2 separate regions of the Zea mays genome follow, and region 2 is linked to region 1. A link is a contact called in public Hi-C data. All regions are on one chromosome and are shown on one strand. Each heading gives the region's core, a stretch centred on a gene start, on an enhancer-like site or on the middle of the called end of the contact. The rest is flanking DNA. Distances are from core to core; before and after follow the strand shown.

Region 1 (5,516 bases), core at 2,429-4,928:
GCTGTCGCACACCCCCCCACAGGAGAAGAACAGGTGGTTCAGGAGGAGCCATAAGGCGAGGAGTATGATCTGATTTAGGTGGAGTTTCTCAGTTGACATTAGCGCCGACGATCCTTAGTTCGTTTTATATTTATTCTTTTATTTTGTAATAAGTCTTCCGCTATGTAATAAATACTCTGATGTTTTGTGACATTTATCTCTATACACTCTGTTATTATATATGTTGTCTTCTTGGCGCATGTATGAGATGCACCTGGCTTTGTTCTTTAAAGCCGGGTGTGACAATAAGGCGCGATGGGTCCTTCACGGGTTTACTCAACGCCCCGGCATCGACTTCTCTGAGACTTTTAGTCCCGTGGTCAAAAACTGCTATAGTTCGGACAGTGCTCTCATTGGCTCTTTCACGAGGATGGCCTATTCATCAGTTGGATGTCAGTAATGCTTTTCTTCATGACACATTATCTGAAATTGTCATCTGTGCTCAGCCCACTGGTTTCGAAGACTCCACTCATCTAGATTATGTATGCCGTCTCAACCGCTCTCTTTATGGACTCAAGCAAGCCCCCCGTGCATGGTACAACAGATTCGCTTCTCACCTTCTGCAGCTCGGTTTCATTGAGGTAAAACAAATACGTCCTTGTTTGTCTATCACAAGGGTGCAGACATGGCCTACCTTCTTCTGTATGTGGATGATATTGTGCTCACTGCCTCCTCCCTGCCAACACTACGACGTATCAGTGCCCTCCAGCAATAATTTCCTACGAAGGATCTTGGCAGACTTCACCATTTCCTCGGCATGCATGTTCAGCACTCTACCTCAGGCATCTATCTTTCCCAGCATCAGTACATGATTGAGATTCTTGAGCGAGCTGATATGAGTGACTGCATGCCATGTACTACACCAGTCGAGGTGAACCCCAAGCTCCCCTCTAATGGCACTCCAGTTTCAGATCCCACTAATTACCGCAGTCTTGCAGGAGCTCTTCAGTACCTTACATTCACCCGTCCAGACATTGCTTATGTTGTTCAGCAGGTTTGTCTCCACATGCATGATCCACGAGAACCACACTTGGCTGCCCTCAAGCGCATCCTACAATACATCAGAGGCACTTTGCATCTGGGGCTGTTTCTTCGACCAACTTCTCAAACTGAGTTGGTTGTTCACTCTGATGCCAATTGGGCGGGCTGTTCGGACACCCGCAGATCCACCTCTGGCTATGTTGTCTTCTTCGGCGACAACCTGATCTACTGGTCTTCCAAGCGCCAGAATACGGTTTCTCGCTTCAGTGCTGAAGCCGAATACCGTGCTATTGCTAATGCCGTTGCTGAGGCCACTTGGCTTCGACAGCTGTTGACTGAATTGCATGCTCCTATGCCGAAGAAGACCTTGGTATACTGTGACAACATCAGTTTTGTCTACATGTCCTCCAACCCCGTTCAGCACCAGCGCACCAAACATGTGGAGATCGACATTCATTTCGTTCGGGAACATGTTGCCCTTGGCAATGTTTGTGTCCTACATGTACCGACGACTTCACAGTTTGCTGACGTCTTCACTAAAGGTCTGTCGTCTTCGGTGTTCACTGATTTTCGGTCCAGCCTCAACGTTCGCTCAACAAACGTATCGACTGCGGGGGGATGTTAGACAGCAATATTCATTGCCTTGTATATAGGCGTGATGCCTGGCTTCCATAAGCAGCCGGTCAGCCTTGTATAGCAGGTTAGGATAGAGAGAGATTTGGGGAAGAGTCCAGGATGGTAAGGATCAATTAGGGTCCTATTGTTTCCTTGTTTAGGAGGTTTCCTTTTGCCTCTGGCCTTCCCCTATATATGTAACAGCACCTCTACTATATCAATACAAGACACAATTCCTGCATTCTACTTCACTTACAAGGAGAAGATAGGCAATCCACTTATATACTTCAACACATGGCTTACAAGGTGCATTATGGATTGTAAGAGAAAGGGAAATTATAAACATGACATCATATGCGAACTGGCAGTAATATAAATAGGCCAAAAAGAAACGATAATTTGTCAACGCGTGGATGGATACAATATCTGATATGATTGATAGAGTCAGGGGCAGATCTGAACCCGGGGCTGCCTGGGCTGCAGCCCCGGTCACGGTGTAGTCGGAAACACAACACCACGCACGGCAGGAGGTAGCAGCCAGGTTCTCACCCGCACAGGCAGGGCGCTAGGCGCCAGCTGCCAGGCAAGCGCGCTGCCCTGCAGTGCAGGCTGCAGGTTGCTGCAGTGCATGCTGGCATGCTGCAAGAGACGTGTTACTGAAGCCTGGCAAGGTGACAGGGGAATTGGCTCTGCGCCTGGCCCTTTTCTTTTTCTCTCATGGTCAGCTGTCTAGAGTCTAGACTTTACTTTGTGACTCATATAATTCTTCATTTGTTCACTTGCTAAACATAGATTGTTGTTCACCAGCACATTAGATTTTTAGACTTTAGTTAGTTTGGTTTGGTCAATTATTTGCTAGAATAATTGATAAAATTATTTTTATGTTTGTAGGGATAGGATAGTTAGATTTTTTATCAAGAAACAAAAGAAAGATATTTCTAACGCAACTCATATGAGCGATATATATTGAGTATTTAATCTACATATTTCTTAGATATTTGAATTGTATCTTGTTACTTGTGTCGTATTAAACATTAATTAGATTATTAGTTTTGTCTACATTTTCTTAGATATAATCCTGGATCTGCCACTAGATACAGTTGCTGGTATATGCAACGGTACATAAAAAAAGTCCAAGAAGTTACTGCAAGGACGGGTGTCTGCATCACATTAGTTTTATTATCACCACCAGTTCTAGGGGTTTGAGCTCTGCCAAACAGGGTGGGAGGTTTCTTTTGTTTCTAGGTTAAATTCAGGATGGCGATTGAGATTATAGAAGTGAAATCTTGCATTATATGCCAGCATGACATCTTTGCCAATTATTTACGCAAGGGCCCGTATGTTATTATTATAACCACAGACCACTCGTATGTTGTAGACACCAACCTCCAACAAACCTGTCTCCACCAACCACCATCACTCACTGACGTGCAAGAATACCCCGGCCGGCATTTCCAGCTTCCACTTGTATGTTCACATCGACCACGCGCAGGTGACAGCCACATCTACCAAACAAAGGAATCAAATGGAGAAGGTACACCGCGCTCACCGTGACCTCGATGGGCACCTTCTTGTCGATGCGGTGCTGGTAGTAGAGGTCGATGCAGTCGATGCCGAGCCGCTTGAGGCTGGCCTCGCAGGCTGCCCGTACATACGCCGGGTCACCGCGGATCTCGCGCTTGCCGTCGGCGAAGGAGACGGCAAACTTGGTGGCCAGCTCGACCTTCTCCTTTACACCGCCTTGAAGCGCCTTCACGAATTCAGAAGCATTACATCGAACATCTTCAGTGCAAACTTGAAAAGGGCCACAGGAAACAGAGATCTAATTCGAGCGGACCGACCTTGCCTAGCAGGATCTCGTTGGTGTGCGGGCCGTACATGTCGGAGGTGTCAAGGAGGGTGACCCCGGCGGCGACGGCGTGGTGGATGAGCTTGATCATGTCAGGCTCGGGTTTGGGCGGACCGTAGAAGGCGGACATGCCCATGCAGCCGAGGCCCTGCGCGGAGACCTCTAGCCCCTGGGAGCCCAGCTTGATGCGGGGGACGGACACGGTAGCGGCAGCCATTGCAGATGCAGGAAGATGCTCGTCGATGGTCTCGGGTAGTTGGAGGTGGTGTGGTGCTGTCGTCCACCGGCCGGCCGTGGCTATAATAAAGAGTGCGACTGTGCGAGGCCCTCTGTGCCGGCGGGTAGTGCCGTAGTGGACTGGATGTCATAACGTCACTCACTGCACATGTGAGCCCAAACATAACGTATTACTGTCGATAGAAAAACACGTCACTGCCTCACTGGCTGCCATCTTGCTCTGAGTCAGCGCGGCAACCTTCTGCACCGCAGCAGCTCCAGCTCTCCAATGGCTTCCCAGCTACCCTCCCTCGCCGCGCCGGCAGGACTGTGCCTGCTGTCAGCTCTTGCCGCAGCGCTGCTGGTGCTCACCCTCTACGTCCTGGGCGCCGTCGCGTCATTCGCTGTCTTCTGCGCCGGAGAGTTCGCCCGGAGAGACCCGGGCCGGCCGCCGCTCACGGGGACGATGCTCCGGCAGCTCAAGAACTTCGACAGGCTGTTCGACGAGCATGTCAGGTACGCGCTGGCGCATCGCACCAGCCGGCTGGTCTACCCTGGACACAGCGAGCTCTTCACAGCCGACCCCGCTGTCGTTGAGCATGTCCTCAGGACCAACTTCAGCAAATACAGCAAGGTGGTTTCCCGAACCCGTCAAACTCTTTTATCCCCCCTTCCATGTCCACCAGTCTCATATCAGCACGTAGCTCAATTTATTATGTGCCAGATGCCTAAATCCTGCATCAAATGGTGTCAGAACTTCAGTAATCTGCAATTAACTTGAAACAACACTACACTTGATTCAGCAAGAATACCATCACCCTTGAAATTACTTTTTTAAGTGTGACTTCAACCTTTTCATCTTTTCTGCCAGATCATTTAAGTACTTAACCATGCAACCAACTGAAATGGCAGGCTACAACAATATGAGCTTATGGACATGATTTTGAACTCATTTGAGAATGATACACAGGGAGCCTACAATATTGGAGTAATGAAGGATCTCTTCGGGGATGGAATTTTTGCAATAGATGGGGATAGCTGGAGGCACCAGAGGAAGCTGGCAAGCCATGAATTCTCAACCAAAGTGCTACGTGAATTCAGCAGCGTTGTCTTCAGAGCAAATGCTACAAGACTGGTAGATAAGATATCATCTGCAGCAGCTAACAGAACTATTCTAAACATGCAGGTACCTACATCACTAACATGAAAGTGCATATATATCATTACTTCGTAAATACGGTCATATTGGTAAATATTAGTTAAGTGCTACTCCCTCCGTTCTAAATTATAAGACATTTTGGCTTTTTTAAATACATAGATTAAGCACATAGATATACACTATGTCTAGATACGTAATAAAATCAATGTATCTAAAAAAAGCTAAAACGTCTTATGATTTGGAACCGAGAAAATACATAATATTTGTATTTGATAGAAAAATTGGATCATATTAATGCATCCTTTTTCAGGATCTTTTGATGAAAACAACTATGGATTCAATCTTTAAAGTGGGATTTGGTTTCGAGCTGAACACGCTATCTGGATCAGATAAATCCAGTGTTCAGTTCAGCAACGCCTTTGATGAGGCAAACTGTATTGTCTACCACCGCTATGTCGATCTGTTCTGGCAGCTGAAACGTTATTTCAATATTGGATCAGAAGCGAAGCTCAGAAAGAACATTCAGATCATTGATGACTTTGTGATGAATTTGATACACCAAAAGAGAGAGCAAATGAACGGGCAAGATAATGTAAGGGCTGCAAAACTCTAGCCTCAATATAAGCTTGTCCACCTTCTGTGTTGGTATATGCTTTT
Region 2 (6,235 bases), core at 399-2,898, 600 kb before region 1:
CACAGAGATTCAACTGCTTTATCACGGACACAAGTTTCCTCCACTGTACACAATGTCTCCAAAGGTGGGAGCAAAACATGAGCATGTTCTACACCACCAACATACGGAATGAACACACCCAATTCCTCAGCCATTGCAAGAAGCACCTCGTCTTCATCATCGTTGTTTTCACTAAGAAAAGGAATCAGCTCCTTCCTGGTTCTTTCTTCTCCAAGAGCCCGTGCAATTGTTGAAAGTCTTCTAATGGAGTTTAGACGCAACTGGATGTCTTCATTCTTGAGCTCGTCAATCAGTACAGCAATTGGATAAAGAGGCTCATCAATCATAGCCATCAGGTATAACAAGGATTTCTGAATTGATAAATGAGGAAACAATATTAAGAGCTTTGTAACTATATAAAAAATCCTAAGAAAATAAAATAGAATAAGTTTAACAAAACTTTTGGTTGCATAAACATATAGAAGCAAATTAGAAAGGAACATTTGGATAGAATATACAAAAACAGATCTCTGATGGCGCATAACCAAAGAATAGATGAACCAAACCACTGCAAATTTATGACTAAAAGCTCTCTGGGTTGACTTGCTTGAAGAACACAAGAATACTACTGACTCTGTGATACATGTGAATATGTGATCCAAATAAAATTAACTAATTCATGCTGGCATGTTGAATGCTACTGTGAGTCTCAACTACCCAAATAAAAATGGCATGGGCTTCAGTTCAAACGATTATAATTGATTGATCCCGGAAAAGATTCCACACAAAGGCTCCTATTTATATTGCCTGTAAATGTGATTTCAGGAAAGAAACATCATCACTAGGCATCTAAACATTCTGAGGAATTGAATCGAGTGGAGACAAATGCTCCACGAAAGTAAAATTTGGCATGAATAAATCTAGTCATTTGGTGCCCAGACACCAAGAGTGTTTATTTATAGCCTTCGGCCTTCTTTGGCTGCCTCTTCTTCTCACTCAGGAGGCGTGGAGAAAATTCCCGGGATAAAATTTTTACCTGGATGTTGTTTCTAAAATCTGATTTATGTAGCGACATATCAACTACAAAATTGCATGCTCGCAGCACCTGAATAAACGAGCGAATCTCGATATGACGAGACGAGGGGCCCACGCACACAACGATATGGACAACAGACGCAGACGCGATCTACTCATCTACAACACAGCACGAGCAATGATTGATCCAGATAACTAGTTACCAACGTACCTAGCCACCAACACCACACAGCATCCAAACCGTTCCGTGAGAAGAGAACTCAAAACAGGGCAACCATTCCAAAACTAGGCAATCGACCAGAAAAAAAACAGATCTGGCATGGGAGCCACGCGTAGACGCGCGAGCGAAGGAGGCCCGAACTCCAGAACGACGACGGCAGCGGCGGCGGTGTCGAGGACCGGCGCGGCGATCGGAAGTGGCCAATCGGTGTGGTGAGGTGAGCAGATCTAGCGGCGGGAGGAGGAGCAGGAAGAAGAGGGATCTCAACTGACCTCGCGGGGTCCGGATCGGGCTTCTGTGACGGCCGGCTGCCTCGCCGACGGCGCGGGGGGACCGGAGACGGGGCAGGGTAGGAGCGCCCGAGGCGTCGCCTCTGAGAGAAGGGGGCGAGGAGCAGGTGTTGCGGAATGCGACGGGGGATTGAGACGAACGGAAGGCAGTGGATGTCGAGGCCTGAGGGCGTGCGAGGTGGGACCGGGGCTACAACGGGGCGGCGGGTCGACTCTACGTGGCTAATGGGCCGTCCGTACCGACACGGCCCGACTCGTTATGGATCGTACCAATTTAATCGAGCGGGCACTGTCCGTTCGTGGATCTAAGTAAGCATAGTTCGATTGGTTTTAAATAGAATTGTATTGGGCTATCGTTATTGGGGTCTGCTTCGTCGCCGAAGCTTCTTTAAAAATAAACACCTTCGAAATATCAGCACATAAGCAAATACAACGCGAAGGTGCATGCTGAAGCTACCATCCAGGGAGCTTCGACATAGCGACATACCTTGAGACGAAGAGCTGCACCGACTTAAAGAGGAAAAGACCAATCGGTCCACGATAATTTGTGTCATGATTGTAACTAGTTGTCGAGGACATAAATTTAATTTTGATCGGGCTGCGTCTCGTGCCTATAAATAGGTGAACAGTACTCCCATACTGTTCACGCTGGCTTGTATTCGCTCGTACGTCACGCTTGTACTTTTGTCTTCTGTTAAGTCGAAGGTACAAATGTAATTCAATATTGTTCTTATTCATCCATGATGATATAATAAAGATATATTAATGATGGCATATGATTATTTATATTATTTCTCATATTTTATATGCTTCTTCTTTCATTAACATATACTGTGATGATGAAGGTATGTCCTTCATAACCTTCGTCCGAAGATCGTTATACCCTAAGGGAAATAATGCTTCGAAGGACGAAGGGCATTAACTATTAACCTCTTTTGTGTTGCCTTATTCTTAACTCATAGAATTTGAGAACAAGTCCCCCAACATTGGCGCCCCACCTCCGGTGAACTCACTTCCACTTTTGAGCTGATGGCTTCGTTCAACAACCAAGTCGTAGCACCTTCGGCTACGAAGCTGGTGCTCCCGATAATAGGCGGTTCAAGTTCAGAGCCGGCTAACAAGAAGCAGAAGAAGGAAGCGCAGAGAACGGTGCAGCATGTTGAGGTGCAGGGACCCTTCATCAAGTCCAAATGGTCTCACATCCCAATCACCTTCTCCCAGGAGGACCTTCAGCTCAAAGATTACCCTCACAATGATGCTATGGTCATATCTTATGTCATCAAGAGATTTCTGGTCCATAATGTTCTGGTTGACACGGGCCTGCAATGGATATCATATTTGCTAAGGCCTTCAGACAGATGCAAGAGCCAGAAGACAAGATTCATGATGCTACACACCCTCTTTGTGGCTTCGGAGGAAGGCAGATTGTCGCACTTGGTAAAATCACAATGTCAGTTACCTTCGGCTATGTCCACAACACAAGGACTGAACAAGTTATCTTTGACATTGTTGATATGGAATACCCCTACAATGCAATCATTGGTCGAGGGACACTCAATGCCTACGAAGCAATACTTCATCCAGCATATTTATGCATGAAGATACCTTCGAAACAAAGACTCATTACTGTTCATGGGAGTCAAGAAGCTGCCAGAAGGGCCGAAGAAAATTGGACAGATTCAAAAGCAATCCATAACATAGATGCAGATGAAGCCTGTCAGCAGTACAAATACAAAAGAGAGAAGGCTACTTCGGCAGATCAGCCGAAGCCTATGTTTCTATGTCAAGATATAGCAGAACAAAGGGTACTTGTTGGGGTCTCAGTTATCTGATGAGCAAGAGAAGACTTTGCTAAGATTTTTATTCAACAACAAAGATGTCTTTGCTTGGTCAGCCAATGATCTCTGTGGTGTCAACAGAGATGTTATTGAGCATTCACTCAATGTGGATCCATCCTTCAGGCTAAGAAAACAAAGGCTTCGGAAGATGTCTGAAGACAAAACTGAAGGTACTCGGAACGAAGTAAAGAGACTTCTTAGTGCCGGTGTCATCAAAGAGGTGAAATACCCAGAATGGGTAGCCAACACTGTTATGGTGAAGAAGGCCAATGGTAAATGGAGAATGTGTATTGATTTCACAGACCTCAACAAGGCATGCCCAAAGGACGAGTTCCCATTGCCAAGAATAGACTCTCTAGTAGATGCAGCAGCTTCTTTAGAGCTCATGAGTCTACTGGATTGCTACTCAGGCTATCACCAAATTTGGATGAAGAAGGAAGATGAGCCGAAGACTAGCTTCATAACTCCCAGTGGCACCTATTGCTACCTTCGGATGCCTGAGGAGCTCAAGAATGCTGGAGGAAGTTTTAGCAGAATGACAACCAAGGTCCTTCATTCTCAAATAGGCAGTAATGTACTGACCTATGTTGATGATATCATAGTAAAAAGCACGAAGCAAGAAAATCACATTGCTGATTTGCAAGAGACATTTGCCAATTTCAGGCAAGCTGACCTTAAGTTAAATCCAGAAAAGTGTGTTTTTGGGGTGAAGAAGGGCAAATTCCTTGGTTGTTTGGTATCAACGAAGGGAATTGAGGCCAACACGAGCAAGATTGAAGCTATCCTTCGGATGGAGCCGCCAAGCACAAAGAAGGGGGCCCAATGACTGGCAGGAAGACTAGCATCATTAAACAAATTCATATCCAGATCAGCAGAAAGAAATCTGCCATTCTTTGAAATACTGAAGTCAGCCAAAGTTTTTCAATGGGGTCCAGCTCAGCAAAAAGCTTTCGAAGAGTTGAAGCAATACTTGATCGATCTAACGACACTAACTCCACCTTCGCTAGGGGCTCCATTACTCTTATATGTGGCAGCTTTGCACTCTGCAGTTAGTGTGGCTCTTGTACAGGAGAAGCTAGATGGCCAAATCAAAAAGCAGGCTCCAGTGTACTTCGTCTCCGAAGTTTTAAGTTTATCAAAAAAAATTATACAGAATTGGAGAAGGTGTTGTATGCTGTGTTAATGGCCTCCAGAAAGCTTCGACATTATTTTAAAGCATATCACATAATCGTTCCTTCGTCACAACCTCTGAAGGACATAATGAGGAACAGAGCCTCTAAAGGACATAATGAGGAACAGAGAAGCTACTGGAAGGATTGGAAAATGGGTTGTAGAGCTTAACGAATTCAGTATTGACTATGTGCATAGATCCTCAATTCAGTCACAGGCGTTAGCAGACTTCATCGCTGATTGGACGCCAGGGGCTCAGGAAGAAGAAACAAATAAAGACGCTGAAGCTTGGGCAGTGTTTTGTGATGGTTCCTGGGGAACCTTCGGTGCAGGAGCGACTGCTGTCCTAGTTGCCCCTTCTAAAGTCAGAACATGTTATGCAGCAAAAGTTTGACTTTAGTTGTACAAATAATATTGCTGGATACGAAGCACTTCTATTGGGGCTTCGGAAGTTAAAGGCAATGGGAATAAGAAGGGCCATCCTTAAAACTGACTTTCAAGTCATTTCTGGTCATATTGACAAAAGTAGCAAGGCCAGAGACTCGAAGCTTGAAAAATATTTGGACACAGTTCGAAGGCTCGAAGCTTCTTTCGAAGGATTTTCTGTCAAGAATATTCTAAGAGGGGAAAATGAGCATGCTGATCTGTTAGCTAAGTCAGCGGCACAAAGGCTCCCACTACATTCGGAAGTATTTTTTGAGACAATAAAAGCACCTTCGGTTGAACTTATGGAGAGAGCAGTGCTTGCAATTTTCCCAGTACACAGTGAAGATTAGAGGACTGAAATTATATCTTTCCTCCAAGGTAATTGTCTTTCAGATGACGAAGCTTATAATAAGAGAATGGAAGCAAGGACAAGACCGTATGTGATAATAGAAGGGGAATTATACAAACATGGAGTCTGTTTTCCACTCCTCAAGTGTTTATCCAGAGCTGAAGGTATTGAATTAATGAAGGAGATACATGCAGGTCTGTGTGGATCTCATATTGGGTCTAGGCCCTTGCTGGGAAAAGTGTTTAGACAAGGATTTTTACTGGCCGAAGGCAGCTTCAGATGCAGCAGACCTAGTTCAAAAATGTGAAATTTGTCAAAAATATGGAGGAGACCAGAAGCAACCTTCATCTCTCACCCAGCTAATACAGCCTACTTGGCCATTGCAAAGATGGGGCCTGGATTTGTTAGGCCCACTTCCACCAGCGCAAGGTAATTTGAAATATGTTGTGGTGGCTGTAGAATATTTTTCTAAGTGGATTGAAGAAAAGCCTTTGGCTACAATAACTTCGATTACAGTCCAGAAATTCTTCTGGCAAAATATTGTTTGTCGCTTTGGTGTGCCGAAGGCTATAACTGTGGACAATGGAACACAGTTTGATGCTGAAACGTTCAAGAATTTCTGTGACTAAATTGACACGAAGATTCATTTTGAATCAGTTAGGCATCCGGAGTCAAACGGGCTAGTAGAAAGAGCAAATGGCATTATAATGACGGGAATAATAAAACTAATCTTCAATCAGCCCAGAGGAAAGTGGCCAGATGAGTTGATTAAAGTAGTGTGGAGCCACAATACAACCACATCAAGATCAACATGTTTTACACCTTTCAAACTATTATTTGGTGACGAAGCTATAACTCCAGAAGAAGCTAAAGCAGGGTCAATAAGAACAGCAGCTTCGGTAGAAGACGAAGCTGATTATCACGTAGC

The links. A called contact is a pair of places that touch in the nucleus more often than the background predicts.
Region 2: a Hi-C map of tassel shows a contact between it and region 1, with 2.8 times the contacts expected there. The contact joins the promoter of LOC732740 here to the promoter of LOC100282958 in region 1. A contact is called at or near these places in 3 of 25 Hi-C or Micro-C datasets (ear, leaf and tassel).

Annotation. Positions count from the first base shown.
Region 1 is chr6:73,284,336-73,289,851 of Zm-B73-REFERENCE-NAM-5.0, reverse strand. It overlaps LOC100282958, which reads right to left and starts at 3,678. Exons shown (of 5, transcript NM_001155863.2): 1 at 3,477-3,678; 2 at 3,185-3,385. The coding sequence starts at 3,620. It overlaps LOC100273436 (putative cytochrome P450 superfamily protein), which reads left to right and starts at 3,953. Exons shown (of 6, transcript NM_001147873.1): 1 at 3,953-4,334; 2 at 4,671-4,886; 3 at 5,170-5,451. The coding sequence starts at 3,990.
Region 2 is chr6:73,878,007-73,884,241 of Zm-B73-REFERENCE-NAM-5.0, reverse strand. LOC732740 (Serine/threonine-protein phosphatase 2A 65 kDa regulatory subunit A) reads right to left here and starts at 1,648. Exons shown (of 13, transcript NM_001112369.1): 1 at 1,507-1,648; 2 at 1-350. The coding sequence starts at 332.